Linked DNA regions of Drosophila melanogaster: region 1 is linked to region 2. The links are chromatin contacts, called in public Hi-C maps. All regions are on one chromosome and are shown on one strand. The core of a region is the stretch at or near the end of the contact, and the rest is flanking DNA. Distances in the headings are between cores, read along the strand shown. Region 1 holds the start of Ubc6 (Ubiquitin conjugating enzyme 6). Region 2 holds the start of CG14657.

Region 1 (4,231 bases), core at 1,314-3,813, 130 kb after region 2:
TATTTCTGTTATTATTTAATTTAAACTTCTTTATGGTATTGCATATTTCTGTTACTGTAGTTTGCTGATGCTTTAAGCTGCGGTCGCCTACTAAACTGCTGCCGCTCGTTTTGTGGCTCCGGCTCCTGATGCTGCTGCTGTTCCTAAAGTGGGCGCATGGCTAATCGATGAAACTCTGCTCAACGCAGGCTTTCACACGCTTCTCGTACTCGCGCCGATTTTCTTTATACAGCTGGGCGGCGGTGGAGTTAGCCGGTGAGTTGGGATTGGGATCGCTCAGCAGTGACTGGAAATCAGAAGCATACACATTAAGCTATAGCTACTGGATCCAGAAGCAGAGTAACTCACCTGTATGGATGTTAATATGGCTGACACATCGTACGTGGGACTCCAGCGGTTCTGCAATATGTCCAAGCATATTCCACCATCTGCGTATACATTGGGATGAAATACTTTCGATACAAATCGAACCGTTGGCGGTTTGTTTGGGTACTCTTCCGTAAATTCTATGGTTAACTTAAATGTTCCGTCTTCGAAGGGTGTGTCGTGTGGACCAAAAATCACAGCATTCCATATCATAATATTATTATCTGTTGGAGCACCCGAGACACCCGTAGGTGGATCCTCTTGAAGTCTGCAGGTAAGTATCAAATTAAAGTGTTGTAAATAAATAAGTTAATGCATATTTGTTTACACAAATATACTATTTATTGTATAAATTCCAATTGAGGCGAAAATAAAAAACTCTACCTTAACATTTGCCGACTAGGTTGCAATGTAAAGCTAATAATTATTTTTTATCTTCTTGTTGTAATTGTCTTTAGTTAATGATCTTACGAACAATGTGCTTGAAACGTAAGTCTTTAATCGTCGCAAGAGTTGACGGTCCCGTGGACACCAAATTCTGCCTATTTGTATACATATTCCGCAACACAGAAGAAACCAAAAGCAACGGTCAGACATAGAGTGATGAAAAACAATCTAAAAGTTACCTGGCCGGGATTGGCTGCGATTTAGGTCAGCTAGCGGGCGGCGCAACCCGGTTAACCGCGCCCTTCAATCGGCTTAAATCGATACACGGGCCAAGTGAAATCATCGATTAAACAAGCTAAGAAACGCGACAGTGCACTGGGAAATAAGATATGCAATATCCAAGTCTGAAGCATATTTTGAAATTTATGAACTTGAAAGGTCAATTTTGGGCGGTAATACGAGCTATTAAAATAACTTGTTGAAAATGTTCATAATTTATTTATAGGTATCCAATGATGTGTAACAGGTATTTTCTAATGAACTCTTATCAAAAACTAGACTTCTAAAATGGAGTCAGTTTCGATTCGCATTACGATTTGAATATTGCATTCCTGATGAAACATTTTCGCAAAACAGAATTTGTGTTTCTCAAACTAATCAGTCCCGAGTACTCAATAACTATACTAGATTCGGACCCCACAAAGTATAAAATTGACGATGTTATTTTTTATTTTAGTTTCGAAATTTCCACTTCGAACTCGTTCTAGCTGAGTAAGGGGTATCTGATGTATGCTGTCAGATATGCTTCTGTGCAGTTGCTCTGCCTCTTGGGGTGGTACATTGGAACTTTGCCGGGGGGCAGGAGCCCGCGCCCACGCAAACAGCCTTGACATTTGGTTTCGTATTCCTCAACTGCAATCTGCACTGCAGCGCCAACTTTCGGGATGATGAAAGTTTCGAAGCCGAATGAAATTCCAATAGGAGCGCTTCGTCTCTTTCGCGTGAGTCAACAAGGCTGAGTGCGAGCGAGAGGGGGTAGCGGGCAGGATGCAGCTGCCGAGTCAGGCGGATAGAAACGTTAATGTTTTGCTGCGACGCAATTTCGGCAACGGCGGAAGAAGAATGTTGTTTGGTTTTCCCAATTTTCCCCTTTGTTTTCTTGCTTTTACCCCGCACCGCGCGCGAACACACACACATTCAGATCAAAGTCAAGTGTCAAAGACAAGCGAATTGTTGTTTTTCGCACGAGCAAAGCAGCGAAAATAATCAACCACTCACACACGCACACGCACACGAGCATGGGCACATGCACACGTACATATTTTGGCTGCGCAAACTTTTCCACTACATACAGACGTGGAGCACAGTCATATATACGTGTGTCCGTGTGTTTGCTTATATGTATTGGGCAGCCCCCAGGTTTCTTTTCCCCAGCATTTTTTCGGAACGAGAAACACGTAAAACGTAAAATCCAACGGTTGTGTGTACTTTGCCATTCGCTCCTTGCCTTCCTGTTTTCCTTTGCTTTCGTTTTGTTTGTATTCTTTTCTATTCGCATTCGATTCCTTAGTTTCTTCTCACCTTTTAAAATCTCTCATAAGACGTCTGCGTGCGGGTGTTGACATTTTTCACAGCGATACTACCACTCGTGTTGTGTTGGATTTGGAACTCGGACGCCTGGGCAATGCGTTGCGTTTAGCGAACGGTAACGATGAAATTTTGTAATTTATTTTTAATTGAGGGCAAACTCGGGCAGCAGTGGTATAGAGCTGGAACGAAAACCGATGTTTCCCCGATACTATCACGTAGAGCTGGAGCTCAAATCAATTTCGTTGCACAGAGCTGCCACCCAGCCAGCATTGAGCGTAAATATGAGTTGCCAGAGGTTGCCAGACCATTCAAAATACGTTTCCTATTGATGTTTTTTACGAATAGGAGTTTTCGAAGTGTAAGTTTAACACTGCAGAAAACTGATCGAAGTATTTGTAAACCAAAATTAATTTGAACTTTAGACAACCTGGGTCCGATTGCAGAAAAATTTTACAATTGAGCGACATGGCAAAAACAAGAGGTATTCCTCTAAAACAGGTGACTCAAGAAAAATAAGAATTCTATTGAATGTCTCCCTTTCTTTCGTCCTTGCTAAAAAAGCTAGTTACGTTTTATCATATTAAATATTAGTATAAGCAAACATAATTTTATGGTAGTTCCAATAATATTTATAAACTGAAACTACTAAAAATGAAATGAAAATCAAAACACCAGTTTTGTACCAAAGTTATGATATCTAAGAAAAGCAAGATAAAGCTTGACTATCAGATACCCGTTAATCCAACTTGGATTGCGAGGAGATGAAGATTTAGAAGCCGGAAAGCGACTCTTGACCAAATCGGCCAAAAATTTTATTGTGGGCGCGGCATACCGATACAAATCTGCAAGACTTACATACATACATATAATAAAGAAATAATCCAAACGTTTTTCAAAATCGTAATAGTTATGGGCGGCTTGTGGCCAAGCAGCTTAGCTGCTCCCGTTGATACTAAGAAACGGGTATCTGGTAGTCGGGAAACTCTCCCAACAACGATAATCAAGACATAATTTCCTTTGACGCATTCAATTTCAAATCTATTTGCGTAAATTTCTAAAATTTATTATTGAATATTTAGGGACTAATTATAACAAATCGAGTGTATCACAAGCTTAGATTTAGCCTAACTACAGTTAGCAAGATTATTAGACGGGGAAAAGCTCGCTGTAGGTGAAGTTCTCAAGGATTTTGGTCGTGATGACCAGAAACTTGGCCTCCAGGGCGCGGGCAATCGGTGCGATCAAGTCGTTGGTGAAGACCTCGAAGTTTTGGTTGATCGTATCATTGATGACATCGCCCAGAACCTTGTCTCCGTTGAAGAGGTTCTCCAGCTTCAGGTTTCCCTTGCCAGTGCGGATCTTCAGGACGAACTCCTTGACATGCAGGTATTCCAGATCATTAACACTCTTAATGTCGTACTGGACGCGCACATAAGCCACAAAGTTGGTGAAGTTTCCAGTGAACGGCCCATTGCCCTTGATCGGCAGTGCCAAAATATTGCCGTTGATCTCGTAGAGCCCATCGCCATGGAGATGGGGCAGAATCAACTCGAAGTCAAAGCGTCGGTTTTGGGTGGAAGCCCGCAGCTTGGTGATCTCAAAGTTGGAGGCGCCCAGGATGTTCAGCTTCTTGGCTTTTACCGTGAGCCCGGCGGATCCATCCAGAATGCTCAGATCTCCAATGTAGAGGGGCTCTAGCGGCGGTACGTTCAGTTCCTTAATGCCCTTGGCCAGATAGGGTCGCAAGTTGTGAACACTGCTCTTCAGGCACTTCGACAGTTCGGGATCGTTGCGATGGCACACCTGGATATAGTCAGCTGAAGAACAAGCTTGATAAGTATACTGGACTATAGTGAACTGTCTTCGTTACTTACGCATATTGCCAGCT
Region 2 (4,160 bases), core at 128-2,627:
GAACGTATTAGGATCACACGCGGTAATAGTGCCATCTTTTATGGCTGGAATCTTACACCAGTTGGATAAGCCAAATAAATCAAGAGGATAAACATGCAAATGGCAACTAAGACAATCCAAAGTTCTCCAAGAACCCATGTATTTTATAAACATCATATCATGTAGCGAAATTGGATTACTGTTATCAAGTTTTCTACTAGAAATCTTCTTAGCTGTTAGAAAAAGCAAAGTATGAGTTTCTCAAATGGAATCGGTTTTGAATACCGGAGAGTACTCACATTTTTATTGGCGTTATGGGCATGGGCCGAATGGGCTTAAAGAGGCACAGGTCCATAAGCAGGCTGTCGGTGCTGGGATTCCGTTTGCGAGCGGCGGCAGATCGATGGAGTGCCGTGGGAGCCACAGTGTAGGTGCGCAGAAAGGCGGCTGTTGGCACTTGACTGGGCAAAGGAATCACCTGTGACGAGGCCACCTGGCTAGTCAGTGCATAGTGGTGACTTCTCGAGCTGCCGGCGATAGATGAGGTCATGCTGCCAATGCTGCTGCAGCCCATCAGCCCGCCAGCGCCGCTTAGTTTTCGCTTTAGGCTGTGGTCCACGATCTTGGGCGCAGGAGCTGTAGCTGGGGCCACAGGCGTTGGAGCGGACATGACCAGGGCCTTATGAACGGTGTCCTTAATGAACTCGGTGCCTCGATGCAGGCGCACAGACAGGGTCTTCATCAGGGCACTAGCGGCACTAGGACGCGACGAGGACGCCGTGGGCGTACCCACTCCGCCGGAGCCCACGTTGCTGGATCCGGATCCGGCATTGTTGGACAGTTTTCCGGCGTCGTAAGCCGGTGGACCGGCTGCGGCCAGCAGCATTACGGAATCGGAAACGGGATGTGGCCGTATTACTGCCCCGCTAGCCTAGAGTCCCTCAACTTCTCCGGTCGGATGCACTGCCTCCAGCACCGGGAAGAGGTGATGGCTCATCAGCGATCGCACCTCACATCTACGCACTCTTCGCGGCCGGGTTTCCAGCCGAAGTCTTGAGCACAAACTAGATTTCTTTTTGTTTTCCCCGTCGCCACAACACTCGTCGTACTACTACTACACGCACTCGCCCACTACTACAACCACGCTCACAAGCGCCCGCACTCTCGCACACACACACACACACTATAGTAGCTCCATTGTGTGCCGGTGGAACGAACGACTCGATTTTGTCCTGGCAGGGTTAGCTTTGGCCTACTGGCCTCTTCTCTTATCCGCTTGTGTATCAGTTCGCGGATCTGTGATTTTGCAGGACGGGCGGCAGTGGATTATCGCGAATTTGTTGTACGATTCGATATTACGCTTTTTTCATTCACAAGCAGCTGTGGCCAATCGATGTTTCGATACGTGGTGCCAGTCGGGTATCGATAAGCGGGCCTGTATTTTTAGAGTTACCAGAGTATGTTAGGAAAATAACGAAATTAACGACTACCGATATCTTATGCGACTGATGTGTGCTTTCGATTATTTTTATTAAAGCTTTTGTCCGCCATATTTGAATTTAAAAAATAGAGGGAAAGCTTGCAATTAAAATGTTTGACTGAAGCAGTCTGTTCCATTTTTCAATAATGCCTTATTTATTCGACGTTTTTTTTCCAATACACTTGAAAGATATCGGACAGTTTTGCATTTTGGTATTTTAAACAAGATTACAACAGAGCGAACTTTTTATGAGCGGAGTTACTAGAATTTAAATCCTGCAAGCATCGTTTTTCCGGAATAAAAATAAATGTTTTCTAAGAAAGTTATTCGGCATAACATAATTGGTAAGCCCAATTGATTCTTTTCTATTGTTTTTGGTAATAGTGTAAAAAGGTAGTTATCAGAGTGTGTAATTGCTTCTTGAAATGCCTCTGAAAGTGTTCCAATAGAAGTATTCCGGAACACGACGTTTACCAAAACGCATCAGTAAGCGTACTCCAGGAATGTTTCCGGTTGGGTTGAAGCGCTCTCCAGGATAACATGAAACAGGTTGACTTAGAAATTCATATTTCATATGTTTTGGTTATATCTGAAAACCACTAAATAATAAAACCATAAATAATATCCGTTAAAATGATTTTATTGTTTTTGTAATAAACCAGAACAATATCAAATATCAAAGCTACCGCTCGGAGAAAGGCATACATATGTCAAGATAAGCGTAAACCTAAGTAAATAATAATATTGCGGAAAACAAAATCATTAAATATTATAGCTGAAGCTCAGAGAAAGGAAACATCGAACTAACTTGATTAGCACAACTTATGAGAAGTAAAGCCGCTTTAATCGCTGCGGCAGTTAAATCCTGTAGTTAAATTGAAATTAAATAGCCGAATTGCTTTTTTGCTACTGTGCGTCATTTGCGGTGGCAATCGAAGATAAGAGCATCGCCGTATCGGGTTTATGACAGCGAAGTAATAGCCGCGGCGCATGCGGCGCTGAGTTTGCACTTTTCTGTCGTAGGAAACGAACAAATTAAACATTTTTATTAAAAGCTGATAAAAACTATTCCATGTCGGACAAATGCCATTAATTCGTGTATTATTTGAATTCTTCGATTTTTAATGAAACTACTTGTTAATTAAATGACTTATTTTAAGCTCATTTTAATTTTTGCTTTTGAGCTCCCAGGATATTTGACTTTAATTAATAGTTTTTTTAGTCCGAATAATTATTTTCAGTGCGGTTAAAGGAAGGCACGCTTCTGTGGTCGCCACCTCCTGCGGACTGGATGCGATGCTCTCCAGTTGCCACTGCTGCTGTGACAGAAGTGGTTTTTGGCATGTCAAATGCCAGTTGGTGCCCACTTCCTCCTCGCTGCGTTCTTTCGCTTAAAAACATTTCAAGAATAGTGTTTTACAGCTCATTATGAAGCAGAAGGTGAAGGAAGAGGTGATGCACGTTGATAGCGAAATAATTTGATTATCCCTTACTGGATTGTGATTTACTGATTTATAAAATACTTTTAATAATTAAATACAATTGTATGAACATAACTATGTTGGTAGAATTTCTCTTTGGATGATTTTTATAAGTAATGAAATATTTACGATATGCTGCTGTAATTGAGTAATAATTGTAATTTTCGCCAGCAAGTATAAAAGTTTGCGACCCTGCTGGAACTGCGCACAGTGCACCAAATGAATGAGGGTATTCAGATCTTCGGCTGTGTAACCCGAGGCCTCCTCTTGTATGTGCTGGCTGTTTGCTGCCTGCCAGCTTCGAGCCAGGTCCTTGCCGCAATGACTCGGCTGGAGGTCACCTCGTCGTCGGCGTTGTCGAGAACGATCGCCCCCCATTGCGCCTCACCATGCGCCCGAACCACGCGCTTTTGGACTTCTGCGCAGCCGCAGCCAGGCTTTTAGAGCAAACAAAGGCCATGAGCAGAGCGGCATTCGGTGCTCTGGATTCGCGATGTGGCAGGCGTCGCACTCGGGGCTCAACGCTATAATTTTCCAATATGCAGATGTGATGGTGCCACAAAATGGCGCTGCAAGCCGCTGATTAGAGAGAGGGAGAGGCAGAGTGGAGTGGAGTGGCGTGGCGTGCCACCGCCATTGACAATTATGCAATTTTGCAGCACGACTAAGCAAATTATTTTTACTAAATTGAATTTTAACTCGTGCTGGGCGCACTTCTCGAAAATCGAACCGCACTGCGAAAACCACCGGATCCGCCCAAAAACACCACACACAATCCGGTGACTCCAAGTGGGCCTGTGGATTGACGTGCGGCAGGACGATCGAAAGCTCTGGAGATGAGGCCGCGTCCTTGGAGAAGCACAGCTGCCACCAAGAGGGGTTCCATGTGGAGAGCGAATGGAAGGACACAAAAGTTGGGCACACAATCAAGTCAGGCTTCTTCGGAACTAATTGATTGATCGGAAGTCATTGCAACGACAACAGCCGAAGCTTTGTGTTTAACTTCGTATTCAGTTCAATTCAATGGGTTCTGGTAATTAGAGTTACGAGGAGTTTGGGTAGCCCTTCTATCTTGAAGTCCGCCGATGCGATTCCACACTACATATGTACATACATACATAAGCCTCATGGCGAAAGCCACCAAGTCAGACGTATCATAAAATTTGTCAATTAAATATTTGTTTCATATTTTGAAAATTCAATTTCTTTGCTCAAAATAT

The links. Hi-C and Micro-C count contacts between places; a contact is called where the count stands out from the background.
Region 1: a Hi-C map of the Kc167 cell line shows a contact between it and region 2, with 1.9 times the contacts expected there. The contact joins the promoter of Ubc6 here to the promoter of CG14657 in region 2. A contact is called at or near these places in 20 of 107 Hi-C or Micro-C datasets (the Clone 8 cell line, the Kc167 cell line, the ML-DmBG3-c2 cell line and 7 more).

The regions. Positions count from the first base shown.
Region 1 is chr3R:4,950,119-4,954,349 of dm6, forward strand. Ubc6 (Ubiquitin conjugating enzyme 6) reads right to left here and starts at 2,564. Exons shown (of 3, transcript NM_079506.4): 1 at 2,335-2,564; 2 at 349-634; 3 at 1-286. The coding sequence starts at 2,378. The coding sequence ends at 161. Jhbp3 (Juvenile hormone binding protein 3) reads right to left here. Exons shown (of 3, transcript NM_141250.3): 2 at 4,218-4,231; 3 at 3,388-4,160. The coding sequence ends at 3,490.
Region 2 is chr3R:4,820,055-4,824,214 of dm6, forward strand. It overlaps CG14657, which reads right to left and starts at 1,378. Exons shown (of 3, transcript NM_001275339.1): 1 at 279-1,378. The coding sequence starts at 865.